2 separate regions of the Mus musculus genome follow, and region 2 is linked to region 1. Evidence: chromatin contacts called from public HiCAR-type data. All regions are on one chromosome and are shown on one strand. Each heading gives the region's core, a stretch centred on a gene start, on an enhancer-like site or on the middle of the called end of the contact. The rest is flanking DNA. Distances are from core to core; before and after follow the strand shown. Region 1 holds the start of Fsd1l (fibronectin type III and SPRY domain containing 1-like). Region 2 has its middle 21 kb from the start of Gm52739.

What was found. HiCAR-type assays count read pairs that join an accessible place to other places.
Region 2: a contact with region 1 is called in a HiCAR-type map of astrocytes, with 4 times the contacts expected there. The contact joins the enhancer-like site here to the promoter of Fsd1l in region 1. A contact is called at or near these places in 4 of 39 promoter capture datasets (hippocampal neurons, liver and pre-B cells) and 1 of 115 datasets of contacts at active chromatin or transcription factors (astrocytes).

The regions. Positions count from the first base shown.
Region 1 is chr4:53,625,832-53,632,926 of GRCm38.p6, reverse strand. It overlaps Fsd1l (fibronectin type III and SPRY domain containing 1-like), which reads right to left and starts at 1,456. Exons shown (of 13, transcript NM_001195284.1): 1 at 1,315-1,456. The coding sequence starts at 1,329.
Region 2 is chr4:55,322,461-55,329,720 of GRCm38.p6, reverse strand. No RefSeq gene overlaps it. Among named protein-coding and RNA genes, the nearest start is that of Gm52739, 21 kb to the right of the region's middle. Within about 2 kb of position 3,755, at least 58 of the 459 cell types and tissues checked have an H3K27ac peak or open chromatin away from gene starts, as enhancers often do. A contact at or near this core is called in astrocytes, where this site is marked.

The DNA.
Region 1 (7,095 bases), core at 207-2,706:
AATTATTCATAAACTTGAAAATACTGTTTTCCGAATGGAGTATTTTATCCAGACTTTCTAATAGTATATTCTTTTCTTATTTCTACAGAACAGAAGATGAAAGAGAGGAATGTGCGCTGCATACAGGTAGCAAACACACTGCACCCTGAAACTCATCTTTCCGGATTCTCCAGGCACTTGCTCTTCTTCCTTTTGACCTTTGCTAATGCCCACTTAAATATCACATGATGCCTTTCCTCTAATAAGTCATGCAATGTTTTATCAGCCTAACAGAGAATCCTTTAAATTTATACACACTCAAAATACACATTCTTAGACATACTAGTAATCTCTTTAAAAGATACTATAGTATAGTTGTGGAAATAATAATTGGATATACCCAAATGAATGGGTCTCAAGGCAAGCTCAGAAAGATGAATCCAGGTAAGAATTGCAGTTTTTCTCTAACTCTTTCTGGCACTTTCTATGCAATAATAAAAAAAGAATGGCCTCTTAGAAATGCCCTTGTTTTCCCTGATGTATTATTAATAACACTTGTGTTTTTCTTTCCTATACCGCAATGTATTGCAATTACACTATAACATAACAAAGATAGCAAGGTGGCTTACTTTTTTAATACAGGAATTACTACTGAATATTAAAAATTCAGTTGCAATTGTATTCAGTGCACTATTTGCTTAATTAAAAAAGGCTATTGTGTAACTCTTTCCTTAAACTTGTTCTCAAAGTACTAAACATTCCGAAACAAGACTACTGGCCAGCCTCACCAACTGAAGGACGAGGGTGGGGCAGCGGCCCTGACAACTGCCTTTTTCCTCAATTAGGCAAACACTGAGATCTGCTTATAAATAAACCACTAGCAAGGCAGTGGGCAGATGTACAAAGGAGATTCAGTCCCCGGACCTACAGCGCAGAGACCATGCTGAAGACACGGTGGAAGAAAAGAGACACCAGCTTCCGCGCGGGCGGGGATCCCCCCACGCGAGGCCGAGCCTTGGTCCTCACTCCAACCGAGGAGGGACCCACCCTCGGAGCACGCCGCGGGCAGCGGGAAGAAAGGGGCCTAGCGCCCGCAGAGGGCGGCAGAGACCCGGGTGCGGCTCGCGGTTTCCTCCCCGCAGTGCCTTCCCGGAGCCAAGAGCAGGACAGAGGTCGTCCGGGGTCCCGGGCGCGGCCATCGCTCCCTGCGGGCTCTCAGGTCCCGTCGGGTCGGGTCGGGTCGGGTCGGGTGGGTCCCAGGCCCGGCCTCGTCCTCCGCGCCCAGCCCCGCGCGCCCCGCCCACCCTCTCGGCCCCGCGCTGCGCCCCCGCTTACTTTCTGCGAGTCCATGGCTAGGGACTAAGCCCTCCGGGCCGAACTTGTCACCGGAGCTGAGTGAGAAGCTGGAGGAGCCTTAGAGACCCGCTACCTCTGCCGCCGTCAGCCTTGTCCCGTCCCGCAGAGATCCCGCCCGTCCGCGCCCAACCCGCGCGCGCGCCGCTACCGAGCCGCGGTTGCCAGGGTGAAAGGGCGGCCCGCGGGAGGGTGGGGTGCGAGCGCGCCACGCATGCGCATGCGTGCGCCGACACCCGCACCGGCGGAGAGGATGGAGCGCTGCCTGGCCGCCTGCGTCTTCCTTCTGCAACTGCTTCTTTCTTTGCATCCTTTTTCCTGTGCCATCGCTGCGGGCCTTGCAATGAACCATTGGGCACCCAGCAGCCAGGTCGTGCGGAGAGCCTGGGAGCTAGCTCAGCCCGGGACGCATCCTTCACCTGCAGCGTCTCTCCACTTAGCCTTGGTAGGCCAGGCCCAGTGATCCAGCTGGAATAAACACGCTAGGATGGAGAGGCCGCGGAAACATGTGGAAGGGTCTTCAGGGAGCGTGGTGGAAACCTTAAAGGGCTCTGGGACAAGGGGTAGAAAGAAGTTACAGATACGTGGGTATGGGACCACATGGGCTTTGTTGCCTGGTCAACCTTGCCCTACTAGTATCTTGCTACCTTGTAAGCAAGTCTTTTTCCGTGACCTGTGTCATCAATGAAATAGAATGAATGCAGACCTCGCAGAGGACAGCTTAAATCCTGTGTTTGAACTCCCCAGAGCATGGAGTAAATGAGAGTGGGACAGCACATTAGAATCTGCTCAGGACGGGTGGAGCTGGCAGTGCAGACCAGAAAGCTTGGGGAGAAGACTTGGAAAGGTTCTCCAGAAAGGCAGGCTTCATCTCCATTTAGGTGACTCAAGAAAAATTCTTCTGGGTGTTCACATCCTAATGGAATAAAAGGGAAACGAGTATGAATGAGCCTTACGAACCGGTTCTGCCCTTCTACACAAATCCTCAGTGAAAAGGCCTGCTTCTCAAAGAGCTTACAATCTAAGGTGGGAAATGACAATACAAATCCATGAGGCTGTTAGAAGAAAAGTTTGTAAGAGAAATCAGGGAGGAGGAAGATAGATCAGTGGGCAGACATGAGTACCAGAGTCTGTATACCCAGAACCTGGTACCCACATAAAAGCCAAGTGACCACAGACACACACCAGCACACAGGTGCCCCCACTTGTGTGCCCACACATTGTAATACCCTCGACCAAAGCACACACATGAAAAAATTAACAAAGGAGGAAATTGCATGAGGTAAATGGAAGAAATAAAGTAAACAATTAAATTGCACAGAGTTAATAGACTCCGAAGAGGTGGGGTGCAATTTCCTGACATTACGCAGGAATGACCTGGGTAAGGGTTATATGAAAGGGGTTGAGGAAGAATATCTAGTTAGAAGGACAGTTAAGAATCAAGACCTTGGAGAGGCAGGAGCTGTTTTAGATGAATCATATTTACACTTCAATGTTTTATGTTTCTACTAGAGTCCAACGACACTGTGGTTTCTTAAGATCAAAACTTCTTTTACCACACCTGTATTCTGACCTTAGCAAAGAGCAGGCCACACACTGTGCACCCAATAGACCTTTTTTGTTTGTTTGTTTGCTTTGCTTTGCTTTATTTTTTCTGGAGACAGGGTGTATAGTCCTGGCTGTTCTGGAACTTGCTTTGTAGACCAGTCTGGCTTCAAACTCACAGAGATTCTCCTGCCTCTGCCTCTTGAGTGCTGGGATTAAAGGAGTGCACCACCACCACATGACCCTTTCTTACCTGAACAGAAATGCAAGGTATATGATAAAAGACACAAAAGGAAACATGGTTTAGACAGGGCTAAGGAAACAATGCTCGCAGGCCTGGCTGGGGCTTAGGAGAGGAATGCCCAGCTTCACTCCTGCCAGCTGAAGGGAGGCTGGCATGCAGTCCTTCAGAGGAGCCAGCTCTTGATATCAAGGGAAGGGACTCTACTAGCCAAGCCCCCTCAATTACATGGGGGAGATGTGACAGAAGCCAGGTCCCCAACCACTGACCCAGGGCTGGTGGCTTGGAGGGCTGATCTCAGTGCTGAAGTGGAGTCATTTTCTATGGCTGAGAAATGCAACCTGCAGAGGAGAGGACATCAGAGGTCAAACTGCCACCCTTGACTGACACTGTGGACCCATCACGAAAGGACGGAAAGAGCATTTGGTCTCATCTCCAAAGTTTCACCCCACTTCCACCAGAGGCAAGCTCCTGGGCAAGGTTTGAGTAACAAACACCACCACGAGGTCAAGAAAGTGGGTTTGGGAGACACAGTCGCCCTGCAATGTGATCACCAGACTGTCACAGAGCCACACCCTGGGAGCTCATTTCTGGCTCCTTGCCCCAGTCTCTGTAGCTCTTTCCTTTCAGGCCAGCCAAGCAGCCTGTGGATTTTGACAACAGCTGTACCCCATTTGACTTCTGCTCCCAGCAGATCTCTGACTCTGGTTTGACGTCTGGCTTCCTAGGACAGCTCACCCATGACCATTTGCTAACCTCGTTCTCAGCACCCAGTTCCTTTGGGCTATGATTTGTGTCCCCTCTAGCCTTCAAAGTTCTCTCACTACACTCCCTCACCAAGCCAGGCAGTTAGGCTGCAAACCCACCCACTGAGCCTTTGGACTACAGGCAAGCCCTTGCCTTTCATGTACTTATCTTAGCATACCAAATGAGTTTAGGAAATGTTTTTAAAGTAACGTTATTTTAAAGCAGTTGTTCTTAAATCTTGACCTCAGGACCGACTGCATCAGCATCATCTGATAACTTCTTAGAAATGCAAGTCCTCAGCCTTTTCCTCAGAATCAACAAAACAGAAACTCCAGGGTCGGCTTCAGTAACCCTCCAGATGGTACTAGCATAGCTAACCCTTGGGAACCATTGAGAGGAAGAAAACTGCTCTTTAAGGGGGGTGGGGGAGGGGCAAGGGAATCTGGAAAGATGGCTCAGCAGTTATGAGCATTGGCTGCTCTTCCAGAGGACCTCGGCTCAGTTCCCAGCATCCACATGGCAGCTCAGGACTGTAACTCCCATTTCTAGGCAATCCATTGCCCCTCCCTGACCCCTAAAGACACCAGGCAATCATGTACTCAAACATACAAGCGGGCAAAACACTTGCACATATAAAATAAAAATTAAAAAGTCCTAAGAGAAGAAAACAAAGGGTCTAGAGAGATAGCTTTGTTGGTAGAATGCCTGTCACCCAAGCATGAGGACATAAGCTTGATACCTAGCACTGTCCAGTGTGGTGGCATGCCTGCAATCCCAATGCCAAGGAGGTAGAGAGAAAAGGATACCAGGCACTCCCAGGCCAGCCAGCCCAACCTACTCAGCATGCTGCAGAGTTAGTGATCATGCCTCACGTTTTCAGTGGAAAGCAATTAAACAGGATGATGCCTGATACCAACCTTTGGTGCCCATACTCGTGGTACACAGATTCACGTGTGCCTGTTGGACCTGTGCATACCTGTCGCACACAAACATGATACACTTCAAAGGGAAAGGGACAGCAGGGAGTAACGATATACATTGTTTCCAAATGTGAGCTTGTGGTTCTGAGATGCTCATGTAGTCAGGGCTACCTCATGGAAGCTTCTGGCTTTCCCTGAACTGCTTGCTTTCTGATGAAACCCCAAGGCAGGATCACCTCGTGAATGACACCGCTAACGTCTAGCAAAACTGCCCCACGCCAAACTAGGTTCTTTGTCCTCTTTGAGAGATGTTAGGTACTCCACGCAGGCCTGAGCTTCCTGAGGAGTTCTGGGAGAGGAAGTTCCGTTCTTCTCCATGTATCTGACAACCTTCCCCTTTGAGGATCAGGCAGTTGGATCTACAGGCACCACCAGCTAGCTACACTTGAATCCTGATACCGCCGCTGGTCAGCTCTACAGCTATCAGTAAGCTCTGAGCTTCACTGTGGCTTCATTTCCTACGGCATGGCATGGGGACCATACTTTGCCTTTTGCATTTAGTGAGGATTAAAGGAGACTGTGTATGGAAAAACATCTGGCTTAGTGGGCCTGTAATGAGCAGTGGCTGCTATGATCGCTACACTTCTACACAGCAAGTCCTTCAAGGCTACTCTTGCATAGTTTTTTCTCCACTTGAGTCTTGGAGCCTTAGTAAACCTGTTCCCATTCCAACTCCCCTGTTCTGTGCGATCCCTGTGTTTTCCTGATGCCCATCACCGGTCAGGTGCAGCCCTTTGTTAAAGCCCCAAACGTTCACCCATCACTCCCTGATTAGTGACCCAGGTTTTCACTTTTCCAACCCAACCTAGTAAGACAAGCCTCTCCAAGCCTCTGTTTCTTCAGTTGTGAAACAGGCTCATGGCACCAGCTGCAGCTGATGAGTGGATTAAGTGGACAAGTCCGGTCAGGTGATCAGCTGTGTCTGACACACGATAAACATCCACAACAGCACCCGTGCTTAGTCTCACTTCTCATCCATAGACACCTCATTTTGTGCTTCCTGCTTCCTTCTAATGAAAACCCAGATTCACCCCGCCCCCCAAAGCCCTGGAAGCCTAGGCACTCAGTGTCCGACAGCAGCTCCTACAAAGGAGAGGTTGGCTCTGCCCTGGAGGAGGCTGGCAGAGAGACAGAGCAGTGCGGTGGCCTAGCTCACACTTAGAGAGCAAGCATAAGCCTGAATGGTGGAGAACCAAAGAAGTGTGAGAAGCACAATTCAAGCACCAGCTCACAGCCTAAACGGACACATGGGATGGATACAGTCACTGACTTCTGTCTCCTTGGGGTGAGTACACAGAAAACGATGTCATGTTCTCTAGTATCCCACTGGTAGAATCCACTCCCACTGCTGGAAACCGTAGGAAGACAGGTTTCCTTTCCAAATGTCCACAGTCCTACAGATACTGGCTGACTGGATTGGAGACCTGCTCCACAGAAGGTGACAGCTGATAGTATACACCTGGTATAGCCAATGGCTGGAGCGATGATAGACCATAGAGCAGCTGTTCTCAACCTTCCTAACGCTGAGACCCTTTAATACAGTTCTTCATGTTGTGGGGACCCCCAACCATAAGATTATTTTTATTGCTACTTCACAACTGTGATTCTGCTACTGTTATGAATTGTAATGTAAATATCTGTGTTTTCCTACAGTTTTAGGCAACCCCTGTGAAAATGTCCATCCCTCTTCATGGCCAAACTTCGGGTGGTTCAACCCCCTAAGAGGCCATAACTCACAGGCTGAGAGCTGCTGCCCTAGGGAGCAACCTACTACTTTTGTTTTGCTAACCAGGTATGTTGTCAAACTGTCTTCTAGTGATTTGTGTGTTTACCCATAGATTGTCGATGCTCTCGGCCTCAGCCAAAGACACTCCTTTGTGCAGGGGCAGCAATCAATTTAGAGAGTTATAACTAGTCAGAGTGCTGAGGGTATGTGACTGCTAAGGACTCAGCCCTAAGTGGGACATGCATATCACACACACACACACACACACACACACACACACACACACGTGCTCTGGTCCCAAAGCTCAAGGAACATCATGGAAGAGGCAAGGAAAGGATGGGAGAGCCAGAGTTGTTTCTTCTGAACACGAGATGGCTGTAGCCCTCATGAACTCGCACAGCTACTTACTTGCACAAGAACAGGCTAGCCAATGACTCCAGCACTGACTGGGCAGGGGCTCATGAGGCTACACTCCTCCTGAGGAGCTAGTGGAAACTGATGGTTGCTGAGAGGGGAGGAGTCAT
Region 2 (7,260 bases), core at 2,506-5,005, 1.7 Mb before region 1:
GGAGGTGGGGCCCAGCTGGATGAAGTATGGGGGCGATGATCTGGTCTTGAAGCAGAGGATGGAAGACTCCTGGACAGATAGAAGTGGGAGGAGAAACAAAAGCAAAAGAGGCAGAAAACAGGTTCGAAAGATGAGGGCCTGGTCACTTGTGACCTTGTGCAAGTTGCTTAAATACTCTCGGTTATAATTTTCACTTCTGTAAAGAATATATATTTATTTCCAGTTTGGAATCTACATGAAATTTACACACACACTTTCTGACACGAGAAAGGTACTCAATTGCTGAAGAGTTTTAGTTTCTTTATATAAATATAGATATATTAGAAATAAGGGAGATTTGAATGAACTAAATTTGTTAAGTGAGATTTTCTTTTCTTTTTTTTTTTTTTTTTAAAGATTTATTTATTATATATAAGTACACTGTAGCTGTCTTCAGACACTCCAGAAGAGGGCGTCAGATCTTGTTACAGATGGTTGTGAGCCACCATGTGGTTGCTGGGATTTGAACTCCAGACCTTCGGAAGAGCAGTCGGGTGCTCTTACCCACTGAGCCATCTCACCAGCCCGAGATTTTCTTTTCTTAGAAAGGGTTTATATAACAGGTACCCAGCCACAAGGCATTCTGGGGCAAAGACTGATGAGAGGGGACTTGCAGACTCTTGAAGGGGACTCAATAAAGAGTACTTAATTTGCTATTCATATTTTGAACTAAATGCGAAGTGAAACAAGGGAGCGAGCAGATGGAAGCCAATAGATGGTACTCGGTAGTGGTTGATGGTACCCCAAGAATGAAGCTTCCCTGTATGAGGAATGGGACCCAAGTGCTCAAATCCCAGCCTTGATCAGCTTCCTAATGGTTTTAGGCAGCACCAAAGCAAAGCAGCTTTTCCTCTGAGAAGGATATTGCTCCGAACAGATGAGAAAGTCCTAAATGATACCCCAGTTCTTCCAAACTCACCAACTAGGCCAGTTCGCGCCTCTCGCTGGAGGAGTTTGCAAAGACGCCCCTCACAGGTGTTGTGCTAACTGCGCTTTATGTGGTAAAGAGAAAGGAAGAGTTAGTCACGCAAGAGCAAACCGGCTCTGGGTTTGTATGAGCAGCCAGCACAACTGAGAGAGTTAGGGACACTTTAAAATGGGCTCCACCGCAGAAGGAAAATACGAGGGAGTGTTTGCAAATGTCTAAAATCTGGATTCCTGGGGCAGCAGGTGGAATGGGGTTGGGGTGGGGTGGCATGCAGGACGGACACGACTCCCTTTATATAAGGGATCATTTATATAATTTGTAAATTACAGACCAATCCTTATAATGATAAAGTGTACCCTTTAAGATTCACAGAATGTTCTCAATTTTCCTGAATATTTGTCTCCAAAGTTAATCTGTGTTAGCAGCCCAGCAACTATATGTAGTAGAGGGAAATAATCCAAGAACATAGATAATAGCAAGATGTGGAAAGGCAAACTAAGAAGTGATAGGCCGGGCATGATGGCACACACCTTTAATCCCAGCGCTAGGGTGACAGGAGCAGGCTGATCTCTGTGAGTAAGAGGCCAACCTGGTCAACATAGAGTCCCAGGACTGCCAGAGAGACAGAGAGGGCCTGTCTCAAAAACAAAAAACAAAAAATAGCAAAACAAAACAAAAACCAAAAGTGATAGGACTTCTCTGCCTTTGCCTCCAGGGTTCTGGGATAAAAGATAAAAAATCCTGACATTTTAATAATTGTTATATTTAATACTACAGCTTGCAAAAATCCTTAAAATTGATCACTGAGGAACAGTATCTAGTTTCCCTCAGAGATGGGAGATTCCCAACCCATCCCATCCCATTCCATCCCAAGAAAGGTTCTGTGTGCCCTCAAGGAAGATGCTCACAGCAAAGCCAGCAGGGAACGGTGAGGTACACAGTGGTCTCTCATATAGGCACTGTCTCTCATGTGGTTCCTGGAGGAACTGAGAGAAGGCTAAGCCAGGGCCCCTTCCTGGCTGTGGGCCACAGTCGTGGGATCAGGAAACTAGAACTGAAGCCTTGAGGCGGTGTTGCAGAAGACAAACAGCTTCCTGGCTTTTGCACCCATCTGACTAGAGCCCAGGCCCTAAGGACCACTATCTTCTACTCTGATGGTGTGGAGAGAGTAGAGGCTCATTCTGGATGGATGATGTGGGCTCAGAAACCGAGTGGGACAGAACTTAACTGGTCTGTGTTTGAGCAAACCAGGTGATATGACAGAAGGTGGTGACAAAGCAGAATTTTCTAGTTTCTATTTTTTAGAGCAGCAGTTCTCAACCTGTGGGTCATGACCCTTTGGGGGTTTTGAATGATCCTTTTACTGGGGTGGCCTAAGACCGTGTTGGTAAAAACACAGATATTATATTACAATTCTTAATGATAGCAAAATTACAGTTATAAAGTAGCAAGAAAAGTAATTTTGAGGTTGGGAGTCACCACAACATGAGGAACTGTTTTAAAGGGCCACAGCTTTAAGAAGGTTGAGAACCACTGACTTCTAGTTATAGGGAGAGATAAAGTCACAGCCATCCAATTTCTAACGTGCTGTTTTCCCCATCTGTGTGTGGGGACCCCTGAAGGGCAGAAGAGGGCACCCTGATTCCCTAGAGCTGGAGTTGAGGCAACTGTGAACCACCTAGCATGGGTGCTTTGGGGAGCCAAACTTGGGTCTCCTAGAAGAGCAGCAAGCACTCTTTAACTCCTGAACTATTTCTCCTGCTCCCCCACCTTTTCATAGTAGATAGGTTCAAGATGTCTAATTATAGAGACCAACATATAATAACCCACCAAACCTTGTGGGGCTTGTTTTATCTACAGTTTCACATCTGTCAGCAAAACATTTCATATCTAAATCTAGGACTTGAAAGACTGCATGCCACTGTAACAGGGAAGAGTAATTACAAGTGTACCATTGTAACTTTCAAAAACCAGTCTGTGCTCAACTATTGCCTCAACGTTCATATATGTGCAGGCTTAGAGTTGATGGGGAACACAATATGTAACTGGTTAATATAGCTGAGTCTTTTTTCACTTTGGAGTCTTCTGCCATCTGTATCCACTATTTATTTGTTCAAAGACATGCCTCCTTTTACTTAATATATTGTCTTCGTTCTTCAAGGCTTCATAAAAATCTCGTCGTATGGATACTTTATAAGTTAGTTTCACAATGTCCTGTCGTTGGGTAGTTATGTCCAGCATTTTCTTAGTATCCAATTAGTACCTGTGTCTGAAGACTTGTCTATTTGCTTTTTTTTTTCCAAAATTTTAAAATCATGTGTGTGTGTGTTTGCACAGGTGTGCCTGCATGCCTATGCCTGAGGTGGTCACGTGCCTCTCTCTTGACCTTGTTGGTCATGAGATGGAAGTCAGGTCATGAGCCTTAGTCATAAGTATCTTTACGCCCTCAGCCATCTCTCTCTCTCTCTCTTGGCCCTACTTGTTTGTTTCATTAAGAAAATCTAGGAGAGGGACTCAAGAGATGGCTTAGCAGTTGAGAGCACTTACAGATCACTTGCTGGATGAAAGAAACTTTCTCACTCTCCTCCCCAATGTTTTTCTTTAAAGATTTCTTTCTTTATTTATTTAGCTGTTTTTAGACACACCAGAAAAGGGTATCAGATTCTATTACAGATGGTTGTGAGTCACCATGTGGTTGCTGGGAATTTTACTTGGGACCTCTGGAAGAGCAGTCAGTGCTCTTAACTGCTGAGTCATCTCTCCAGCCTCCCCAGTGTTTTTCAAATGGCCTGCTTCCTTCACTTCTAAATCTGACTTGAATTTTAAGTCTCCAAAATGACGACGATGCCTCCAGTGAGTCCTGAAGTCACTCTTTACAGCACTCAGTAAACAGTGCCTCTCAGAACCACAAGCTCAACTGGAAATTGATGGTGTTCAGGGTTGTATAGCAGGTTAAACTGGAAAGTGTCCTTTGGCCTCAGTGACCTGCCTTTCTGGCTTGATTAGTCTCTAGCTTGAGCTGAAAATGAAACTCTCTTAAATGATTGAAGACAACTGTGGGGAATGTGTTCACTCCTTTGATGGCTGCGCTCGAAGAAGAGGTTGACAATAACATCTACATCTTCAGAAAGGCAGGCCAATTCCGCAGCTTCCTGGGAAAGCCACCCAGGAATATGAAATGGGATTGAATGGGGTAGGGTAATGATGAAGGAAGGTTGACAGTGAGTTGACAATGATGGGACTTAGGTGTCCAGTACATTGTGGCTTGTTTCTCTCTGATTTGGGGGTGTGTTTAAAAATTCATTGCCACAATAAAAAAGGTTAGAAGACTTCTCGCAGCAACATGGCCAGCCCATGGCCCTGTGCCCACGAGTAGAACTTCTTCAGTGTAGTATGTGCATCTCTCAAAGCAAACGTGGATGAAGGAGATGTCATAATAGATCACTGTAATGGGGGTGTTTTAAAAATAGTAAGTCTTTGGAGAGATTTCAAGTGATAGTCCATAGGGGCTTATACTCCATTCACTTTTTAAAATGTAATAAATGCATCATAGGGGAGCAATTTAGAAGGACAGTTATAGCCCCCGGGATGCTGGAGGATATTGCCTTGGACACTCTACCAAGGGAACCACTTTTGTATGGCAGTCTTTAAAACCGAGATAAAGGCCTACAGGATGGCTCAGTAGGCAAAGGCACTTGCCACCAGGCCTGATGAACATAGTTCAATTCCTGGGACTCACGTGGTAGAAGGAGGGGAGAGAGTTGACTCCCAGAAGTTGTTTTCTGCCTCCACGTGTGTATTGTGGTGCACCTTTGCCTTATTGTATAGCAAAATTAAAAAGTAAATAATTAGAAAAATTAATTGAAAGTAATGCATAGACCTCTAATTAAAAAAAAAATGAGGGGGCTGGTGAGATGGCTCAGTGGGTAAGAGCACCCGACTGCTCTTCCGAAGGTCCAGAGTTCAAATCCCAGCAACCACATGGTGGCTCACAACCACCCGTAACAAGATCTGACTCCCTCTTCTGGAGTGTCTGAAGACAGCTACAATGTACTTACATATAATAAATAAATAAATCTTTAAAAAAAATTTAAAAAAACAAACAAACCAACCAAACCAAAAAAAAAAAAAAAAAAAAAAAAACCCGAAAAAGTTTAAAAAAAAAAAAAAAAAATGAGGGGGGTTGGGGATTTAGCTCAGTGGTAAAGTGCTTGCCTAGCAAGCCCAAGGCCCTGGGTTCGGTCCTCAGCTCCGGAAAAAAGAAAAAAAAAAAAAATGAGGGCTGGAGAGATGGCTCAGTGGTTAAGAGCACTAACTGCTCTTCTAGAGGTCCTGAGTTCAATTCCCAGCAACTACATGATGGCTCACAACCATCTGTAATAGAATCTGATGCCCTTTTCTAGTATGTCTAAAAACAGCTACAGTGTACTCATAAATATAATAAATAAATGTTTTTTAAAAATGAAACAAGGGCTGGTGAGATGGCTCAGCGGGTAAGAGCACTCGACTGCTCTTCCAAAGGTCCTGAGTTCAAATCCCAGCAACCACATGGTGGCTCACAACCATCCTGAATATTATCTGACTTCCTCTTCTGGTGTGTCTGAAGACAGCTACAGTGTACTTACATATAATAAATTAATAAATCTTTTAAAAAAATGAAACAAATGGGAATGATAACAAAAATCTTGGCAATCAGGAAATTCTACTTTCTACATAGCCTGGAGTACAAAATCTTGAATACAGAAGATTCACCATCAACACCGATCCTTTTCTTTGTAAACTTCTATAGGAAGTCACAGATCCCTGAGGGCCTCAGAAATTATGTACGGTAAGCCATAATCCACAGTGCTGGAAATCAGATGTCTAAAATCTTAGTTGTAAATGAAGCCTATAACCTAGTGGGATAAACATTTGATATAATGAATATTTATATGTGTTATGTGTTTGTATATATTACATATACAGTGTTTTGACTTTTTAGGCCCCTCCTCATAGGAGGCTTAGGACCAGGCATTGAAAATGCAGTTAAGTCATCTACCTGGCATTACTGTTGATTACACAGTAACAAGAGGATAATACTTATGAGAGAGAGAGAGAGAGAGAGAGAGAGAGAGAGAGAGAGAGAGAGAGAGAGAGAGAGAAAAGAGAAGAGAGAGAGAGAAGAGAAGAGAAGAGAAGAGAAGAGAATTATTTATTTTACTTAAAATTATGTGTGGGGTTATGGGAGTATGTGTATAAGCCAGAAGAGGGAGTCAGATCCCTTGGTTATCGGCTACTGTGGGTCGTCAGATCCCCTTGGCTACTGTGGGTCTTGTGAACCAAACACAGGCTCTCTGCAAAGATCAGTACACACTCTTAACTGTTGAGTTATCTCTCTAGTCCAAAAGCACCATTTTATGAGGAGTCAGTGACCACAAACAAATAGATGGTTGACTTCGAAGGTGTGAGTGTGTGTTCCTATATTCTGATAATAAAATTAGAAAACTTAAAACACTTTACGAGTATAACTCAAATCTTGATTATAAAAGGCTTCTCCGTGTGAGGGGCTTCTTATCCTGTGCATACAGAAAGAGAGGGGTAGGTAATGAAGCTTGCAAACCCAAGGTCATGTGGAATCACAGCTTTTGAGGACATAAAGTAAGAAAGCATCACATTCCTCCTCAAATAAGGGGGCGTTTTTCATTCTCTGAGAAGTATGTGGCAGACACCCTATCTGCCATCAGCAGCCACCCAGCTTCCCATACCAGTCTTAAGTATTATATCTAGGGTTCATCTAGAATTAGCACATCAAGGCAAGGTACATATCTTGTCTCCACTCTCTGTCCCATGGCTTCATGTCACCTGTCTGAAATAAAATCTAACAGAAGTATTTACACTACAGAAATTGACAAACCGTACCCAGGTCTTAAAAAAAAAGTCTTGGGAACTGGCTTGCCTGTTTGCCTCCTGTTATATAAGACTTGCTGAATGGTTGAGACCTAACATGTAGTTTTATCCTATTTTCACAAAGGCTGATTATATTCTGTGAGGCACCACTGCTTGCCAAATGGTCTTGCATGAGGCTAGTCATGTGTTGTACTATTGACTTCCATGCCCAAGCCCTCTCTACTCAACTCATTTTTAAAGGTCAGTCTCTCTCTCTCTCTCTCTCTCTCTCTCTCTCTCTCTCTCTCTCTCTCTTTCTCTCTCACTCTCTCTCTCACTCTCTCTCTCTCTCCCTCCCTCTCTCCCTCTCTCCCCTGTGTGTGTGTCCCACCCCCCATGTATGTGTGTGAATATATGCACATGTTTGT